2 separate regions of the Muntiacus reevesi genome follow, and region 2 is linked to region 1. Evidence: chromatin contacts called from public Hi-C data. All regions are on one chromosome and are shown on one strand. Each heading gives the region's core, a stretch centred on a gene start, on an enhancer-like site or on the middle of the called end of the contact. The rest is flanking DNA. Distances are from core to core; before and after follow the strand shown.

Region 1 (4,189 bases), core at 569-3,068:
GGACTCCCGCTCAAACCCTGGCTTGTGCTTTTTGAAATGCTGTCGACAACGGAGAACATTCCAGAACCCTTCCCTTCATCACAGACCCAGATTGAGGAGACAAGTGGCATCCATTAGATGCACTTTCATGAAGCCGCTTAGACTCACTAAAGGTGACACCCTTTCTCCAGCATCGGCACTGGGTTCGATCCATCTCCTTCATGACACCACGCTACCCCAGGGCTGGGGCTGTCTCACTCATTTCTGTCACCTTCAGGAGGAGGCAAAAAGTGCACTGGTGTGATGCCTGCAGACTAACACCCCCAGTGACAGGGTGCTCAGCTGGAAGCAGAGTTGGCAGCCGAGTTACCTCCTTGACCCAGGTGTTTCAAGTCGGTGATCCCATGGGAGCTTACTACCATCCTGGGAGGCCACCATTGTCCTCGCTTTTACAGATGAAGAAACTGAGGCTCAGAAGAGGCAGACCTGTCCAAGGTCATGTGGTTAGGAAGAGATACTCTGTGCTAGAAGCTCACATCCCTTCCCTTTGGCCCTTATTCTCTGCGGTACAGTTCTAGATGCACCAAGCTGGTAAGAGGCAAGATTTCAGGACAAGGCACCAGAGGCGTGGGCCTCATGATTCCTTGCGGCAGGCACTAGGCCTCCCCCAACCTCAAAAGGGCTACTTTCTGTGCCCCTCCCAGGAACACAGACGGCTACAGGGAGAGCAGAGGCTCACAGCTCAGACTCTGCTCTGGGCACACATTGGGCTGTGCTTCAAGAAGCCTCGCTCAGGCTCCCATAGATTGTTTCTACCAACAGAAACAGGCTTGTTTACACAGGCAGCCCACCCGCGCTGGTCAGACTACAGTGCTGTGTCCAGTCCCCCGTGTCTGGGCACTCTAAATTGTCACCATTTTCTCCTCTTTGAGGGATCAGAGAAAGAACCTGGGAAACCTTCGAGGGAAAAGGCTAAAGGAGAGGAAGGGACAGATGACCAACCTCTGGTCTTTTGCCCCCGCCTAGAAATGCCACCAGGCTTCCTGATCTGTTGCTTTGGTCCTGGGCCCCAGCAGCTTCACTTTGTAGACAGTTGTCTTTCACAGAGATCATACACCCCAGAGCTCACCTAGTGGTCCCCAGTTCAACCTCTCTGATCCGTGTGCTAGGACACACCTTTCCTTATAGTCCCCTCTGGAGGTGAGGCCCTCCCCGACCTCCTCCTTCTCCACTGTCTTCCTCATGGGGGTTTGCCTGGTATCTGGCCCCATTCTCCTGGGCTGAGGAAGCCACAGCTCCTGTGTAATGCACCCCTCACTCCCTGGACCTGTGAAGGGATCTGATCAGCAGCTGCCAAAGGTGCTTTGCATCTTAAAGCAACCTGGCCAGTTTATTCCATCCCCAAACTCTCCCTCCAGCTGGAGTCCCATCTCCAGGGCCTCTGAGAACATGCCCAACCCCACTTTTCTGTCCCAATTCCTCCAGCCTGGGCTTCCCCGATTCAGCCACAAATCAGCAGCCCCGAGGAGCAGAAGAGGCTTGCTGAGAAATTCTGGTCCCCTCAGTCTCCTGAAGGACTGCACCAAAGTCAGAGCTGAAGTTTTGGCTGCAACTTAAGCCAGGGGTGTCGGCAGGGGCTGCCACCCTGGTGTATCCGCTGGTGCTGGCCCAGGTCGGGAGCTGGGGGCAAAGGCCTTGCCACTCTGCCGGCAGACGGCGGGCTTCTCTCCGCGGTGCGCCCCCTGGTGAATCAGCAGGTGAGAGCTCTGGCGGAAGCTCCTGTCACGCTGGCTCAAAGCCTCAGGTTTCTGGCCCGGGAGTGTTGGTGCGGCAGCCGATTTGAACTGTCTACAAAACTCTTGCTGCAGCTTTGTTTGGTGCACTTATTTCTTGCCTGTGTGCGAGCACTGTGTTTAAGAAGCTTGGAGCTGTGGGAGAAGGTTTTGTCACATTCTGGGCAGGCGTGGGGTTGTTTGCCCACGTGGACTTGCTGGTGCTTGGTGAACTGGGTGCGCTTCCTTAAAGCCACAGCCACACTCAGGACACTTGAAGGGTCACTCTCCATTGTGGGTGAGTTGGTGCTTTAGGCAGTCGGAGCTGTAGGTGAAGTTCTTGCTCCTCCTCCATGTGCGATCACTGGTGCTTGAGCAGATAAGAGCTGCACCCAAAGTGGTCACCACACCAGACACAGAGGTGGGGCTTCTCACCGGTGTGGGAGCGCTGGTGCTGCGCCAGGTTCGAGCTGAGGCTGAAGCGCTTGCCGCAGTCCCCCGCAGCTGTAGGGCTTCTCCCCCGTGCGCGTGCGCTGGTGCTGGAGCAGGTTGAAGCTAACACAAGAAGTCTTGCCACACTCGGCGCAAGTGTCAGGCTTCTCACCCATGTGTCCCCGCCGGTGTCCGAGCTGCGGCCAATAATAGGCTCCTCGCACTCCAGGCACTTGTGAGGTCGGAGGCCTGAGTGAGAACGACGGTGTCGCGTGAGGTTAGAGCTCAGGCTGAAGCAAGAGTCACAATGGGGACAGGGGGACGGTTTCTCGCCGGTGTGTACCCCGTGCTGCTTAACCAGATCTGAGCCCCGTCGGAAGCTTTTGCTACACTGGGGACAGCAGTAGGTTTGCCACCGCCGTGGCTGCTTTGGTGATGATTGAGATCGGGGAGGTAGGCTGCAGTCAATTCACACTGCTGGCACTCGAAGGCTCCAGGGACCGCAAGAGAGTTGGTCTTGGCAGGAGTTTCTCCCTCCCCAGGGCCAGAGACTGGCCTACATAGGTACCCAGGCCCAGCATCATTTCCCAGGCGGCCGGCTGCTCCGGCGACACCAAGGGCCGCTTGTGTGAAACAACTCCGCAAACAAAGATGGGCCTTGGGATTTCCTGGGATCCAGACAACCGCTGCTCGGCACCGTCGGAGTCCTCCCTTGCCGTTTCTGGAGCCCGCGACTCCATAGCCGGAAGAGCGTCCCGTTTGCTAGATACCAAACACTCAACTCACAAGCACAACCAGAGCTGAAGACTCTCGGGACCCAGGAATCCAGCACCGGAAACGGAAATGTCCACTAGCTCGTGCCATTCTAGGAAGTGGCAGCGAACGGTCTTTGTGGATTTAACCCTCTCGTTCACCTGACGGAGCAACTTCTCCTATCTGCAGCCGCAATCAGGAACTTGACACTTTCCTCGGCTCGAGGTTCTGAGTCCATCAGCGCAGACTTCAGTGCCCCGGCCACCGCTAGGGGGCGGCAAAGCGAGCTGTCGTTGCCAAGAACACGCTGGGGGCGGAGTAGACACGTCACCTGGAGTAGCACCCTACCGAGACTCCAAGGTCGGAGGTACCGGTCCACCTGAGGCCCTTTAGAGTTTCCCATCCATCCTAAGCTAGGCGTGTTAAACTTGGCGCAGACTACATATCCCAGCATGCACCGCACGCGCCTCTAGGGCTCTCACAATGACTAATAACCACTACTCTCAACAATTTTTCTGCGACTGTGCAAGTCAGAGCACCAGGATCGAGAACTACAACTTCCGACCTGCAGAACAGCGGCGGCGCTATTTAAAAAGCGTCAGAGAGGCGGTGCTGGCCACGCCCCTCTTTTCCAGTTCCGCTCCCTTGGATGAGCTGCGAGGAGAGGGGCGGAGCCTTAGGCCTGAGCCAAGATGGCGGCTGCGAAGTCAACCCCCACGGACTCGCTCTCGTTCTGCCTCGCGCAGCTCACGGCGGCGGCCGGGGAGGGTCTAGGTGGGGGAAAGGACACAGCTACCAACGAGACACCCTTGGGCCGTGCGCTCTTAGCCCTCCGTACGCGCCACGTCAAGGCAGCCGGGGGAATAGAGCGCTTCCGGGCACGCGGCGGGCTCCGCCCCCTTCTCGCGCTGCTACGGCGAGCGGCTGCAGCGGGTCCCGCCCCGTCCCAGGCTGGCGCAGGCTCCGCCCCCTCATCGGTCGAGTCAGCGGCTTCTTCTGGCCCCTCCCCTTCGCCGGGCTCCGCCCCCTCTGCTGCGTCGCCTGCGACACCTTCGCCACCAGCGCGCCTGCGCAAGACGCTGGACTTGGCGCTCAGCATCCTGGCCAACTGCTGTACGGAAGGGGCGTGCCGGGCTGAAGTGCGCAGACTCGGAGGCATTCTCCCGTTGGGTAAGTGCCCCGCCCTCACTTCCTAGAAGGTTTCCACCCATACCTCTGTGTGGGCCTGGGCGGAGTCTCGAGTTCTTTGTGCT
Region 2 (4,189 bases), core at 1,133-3,632, 140 kb after region 1:
TTAATCTCTTTCAGTCAAAGTCTAATCCTAAGTAAACTAAGGGAATACAGTGAGCTGCACACAGTACAATATTTGCTTATTTTTTAGTAGCTAATTTCTATTTTATTTTGAGATCATTTTAGACTTATAGAGGAGACTTATAGAGGAGTTGCAAAAGCAGCATAGATTTCATAAATCCTTCACTCAGATTCCCTTGAAATGTATTTAATGCAAGGTCCTCTAATAATGTAATGTAGCGTACATTATTAGAAGACATTGCCTAAACTAAGAAATTACCTTTGATATAATACTATACATCCGAAATGCTGGGCTGGATGAAGCACAAGCTGGAATCAAGATTGCCAGGAGAAATATCAATAACCTCAGATATGCAGATGACACCACCTTTATGGCAGAAAGTGAAGAGGAACTAAAGAGCCTCTTGATGAAAGTGAAAGAGGAGAGTGAAAAAGCTGGCTTAAAGCTCAACATTCAGAGAACAAGATGGCAGAGGAGTAGGTGGACGTGGAATACATCTCTCTCTATGGATACATCAGGAATACACCTTCAAACACAGAAGTGCATGCAGAACACCTGCTGAGAGCAGATAGGAGTTCCTGACCAGAGGAAAAGAAAATACAGAACCGTGCAAAACTTGGTGAGAAGAAGGAACCAGGGGGAAAAACAGGAGTGATAGTAGGTCTGAACCTGCCCTCTCGGCAGGTGGGGCAACTGAAGCAGGGATCTGATCCCCACATCGGGGCAACTGTCTGAGTCAGAGGAGAAACATTTAAGGCTGAAAGTGAAACAGCTGATCTGTGGAAGCCTAAATGGGAGAATCAGACAGTCCTTGCCACAGCCATACATACCCTGGACAGGAATGCTGGTCCCCTGGAAGGCGCAGTGGCTGGGAGCTGGAATTTAGGGGCTGTGGAGCAATCCCAGGGTGAGGACTGCTGTTGACTGCTGAGAGATGGATCAAGTGGATGTGAGGGAGGAGATTGCAGTGGGAAATACCTATGGAGGAAAGCCAGACAGCCATGGAAGCAAGGCAATGATCCCGAGTCACCCATAGCGGGTGGAACCATCTCCATAGCCTCTCTCACCCCACACGCCAGCATTGGCAGCTGAACAGTAGACAGGCTGGCTGGCCCATCAAATGCCTGACGCACTGAACTAGAGTAGGACCCCACCAAGCTGCCCTTTTGAGTGCCTGATGGGCCCATCTACATAGTAGAACCCCAGTCAGGGAGCCCCTCTATGTGCCTGAACAGGCGGAGCTATGGAGAAAGACTGGCCAAAGAAGCCTTCTGATTGCCAACCACAAGAGGCTTGAAAAAAAGACTCTGATAGGGGCATAACTCCTTGTTGGTCCTTTAATGGACCGGAACCTGGTGGCCCGGAGAGTAAGAGAGAGAGAGAGGGGCTGATATCCCCTGGTTTACGCGGAAAGCCAATAGAGCCCTTTTCTTAGGGCTCGCGCTGCTGCACGTAGGCACCGGGCGCCCTCTCCAGTGGGTGAAGGCACAGTGCGCCTTCTCGAGAGGAGCTTAGAAGCCAAGGCAAGAAAGTGAGCTCAGCAGGCCTCCCCGCTCCAAGGAATTAGCCAGAAATAGAGAGAGAGAGAGAGAGAGAGAGAGAGAGAGAGAGAAAAGAAAGAAAGACAGACAGACAGACACGGGGACCAAAGCTCTGATGGAGCAAAGGTCCATCCCTCCTTTTAAATCTATGTGCTAAGTGTGCCCTTGGCCTTAATTCTTTATCTGAAAACACACTTCAATCTAAGGCCACGATCGCTATTTTTTTTTTTTTTTAAACTATCCATTAGGTCTCTCCTAGTCTAGCAATTGCCTAACAAGAGCCTGGTATATTCCCAGACTTTCTTCTATCTGAGAAGGCAGCAGCAGTAACCTGCTCATGGCCCATCTAAGCTGTTCCTAACTGGCACACATATATATGTACCCATATCAGACTTCTCTCCATCTCACAATATGGAGAATTAACACCTAAAGTCATACCAGACATAAAGGTCTACAGAAGTTTATCTTAAATGCAACTGCTGGGGGTGGAAATGCTTAAGCATTTCAGTCTCAGCGTCTCGCAGCCTCCAATGTTTCAATGTTTGATGAATGAAGCTCCTTTTATTTGGAAGGCCTTGTCCAATGTCTGGGAGCTCAACAAAAGCAGAGAGAAACTAAGTGGAATAGGTAAAGTAAAGGTCAAGTCCCCCACGCACCGGACTAGGTACGGATGCAAAAAGCAGACATCAAGGTGTTCAGCGGAGCCACAGCCCGCGGCTGCAATTAAAAGGGAGTGGGTGGAGCCCTGTCTTTAACCCCGCCCACGACTGAGAGAGGACTCGCAGCCAATGAGTGGGCGGTCTGGGGCGGAGCGACCTGCGTACGACGTGACGCCATCACGCTCCGCTCGGCGCTCTGCCGGGCGTACGCCGAAACTGTGGAGTTCTGAGGTGACCGCCGGCCGCGCGCCGTCGCAGAAGTGGGTTGTTTGCGGGTCCCGAATTGCCGCAGCGTGGGAGCCTTTTAGGCGAGTCGAGTCGAGTTACATGACCTCGGGTTTTAGGGGCGAAGGGAGCAATCACCGCAAACCTTCCCCTGGCTGGGCGACATGGACTCAGTATTAATTGATCTCGAAAGGAATGCCAAGTCAAGGTCTCCGGTGGGGTGAACTCCCGGGCCGCCCGCCTCAGTCTCGCACGCCCCAAGTAGCCGGGCTCTGAGCCTTTTGGGAGAGGCAGCCCAGCGGGATGAAAAGAAATAGGGATGCCAGCGAATGCCAGCGTTTATTCGCGCTGTTGAGCGCCTTATGGGTTAAATCCTCGAAGCACTTCTGTGAGTAAGCACAGTTGTTATTCCCATTTGGTAGAGGGGGAAACTGAGGCTTGAGGTTAAAACTACAATAGTGAAATGTGTAAGGACCTCTATGAAGTGATGATTCCAGAAGGCCAACAAAAGCTGTTTCTGCGCTTGGGCGGTTCTAGTGACAATTCTTTTGGTGAGTCACAATCGTCAGACTAAACTTTGGAATTTATTTTCAGGTGACCAAAGCCACATCATGTCCGTAGTTCGTTCATCCGTCCATGCCAAATGGGTCGTGGGTAAGGTGATTGGGACAGCCATGCAAAAAACTGCTAAAGTGAGAGTGACCAGACTTGTTCTGGATCCCTATTTATTAAAGGTAAGGAACATCGCTTTTTGCAGATGGCATTGATGAATCACCAACACGTTCAGGGTTCTGAGCAGAAACACTGTCAGGGAAGGTGGACTGAGCCAGTGCTGAACATCAGGCATTGTGCTGGTCGGTGGGTGTAACACAACGGATGATTCCTGGTTCACACTCACATTTTAGAGACTGCACAGAGTTCATTTCAATTCAGTCTGATGACACTGCTATAGACATTCTATGTGCAGAGTAGTGCGGAAGCAGAAGGTAAGACTCATTCTTCCTTCCCTGCCTGCTGAAGGAGAGCTTTTTTTTTTTTTTTCTGGCCTTTCCAGGCCACATGTGGGGTCTTCATTCCCTAACTAGGGACTGAACCCGTGCCCCCTGCAGTGGAAGCACAAAGTCCCCATAACTAGACCACCAGGGAAGTCCCAAAAGCATTCTTGGCTATATAAGATCAAGCTGAATCTCCAAAAGGATTTTATCCAGGAACTTCCTTGGCAGTCCACTGTCAAGACTCTGCTTCCCAATAGGGGTTCAATCAGGAATTAAGACCCTACATGCCATGCAGTGCAGCCAAAAAAAAAAGATTTTATCCAGAAGACCAGGTTGGGGGCAGGAGGAGTGGGGAAAGTCATTCCAGCCATGGTGAATAGTTTGTGAAAGTTCCTTTAACCATGTATTCACCTAAAACAAATACACTGCCAGTTATTTATACAGCAAAAACAGGTTTATTTGGAGTCAGCAGAGAATTGCAGATCGGGGTCTGCAACCATGATGAGCCACGTGCAGGTCTCCAACAAAAGTGGAGGTGACCAGAGAAGAGCGTGCTTTTACAGAGGGGACAGAAAGTTGGGAGGGGATGGTAAACAAAGAGTCCATGGTGTTTCGTTGGCTAAATTGTTGCTGGGAAAGAAGAGAAGGAGATCTTTCTTCCTGTTGAGCTCTGCTGTCATGACAGGGTAAGAGAGCTTCCCCTTCTGGTCTCCCAATTGTGAGTTTTTTGTTTTTGTGTTTTAGTAACTTA

What was found. Hi-C and Micro-C count contacts between places; a contact is called where the count stands out from the background.
Region 2: a Hi-C map of blood shows a contact between it and region 1, with 2.9 times the contacts expected there. The contact joins the promoter of MRPS17 here to the promoter of ARMC5 in region 1. A contact is called at or near these places in 2 of 3 Hi-C or Micro-C datasets (blood and muscle).

What each region holds. Positions count from the first base shown.
Region 1 is chr2:205,780,058-205,784,246 of mMunRee1.1, forward strand. It overlaps ARMC5 (armadillo repeat containing 5), which reads left to right and starts at 1,819. Exons shown (of 6, transcript XM_065924727.1): 1 at 1,819-4,106. The coding sequence starts at 3,629.
Region 2 is chr2:205,921,572-205,925,760 of mMunRee1.1, forward strand. It overlaps MRPS17 (mitochondrial ribosomal protein S17), which reads left to right and starts at 2,383. Exons shown (of 3, transcript XM_065924750.1): 1 at 2,383-2,526; 2 at 3,038-3,177. The coding sequence starts at 3,055.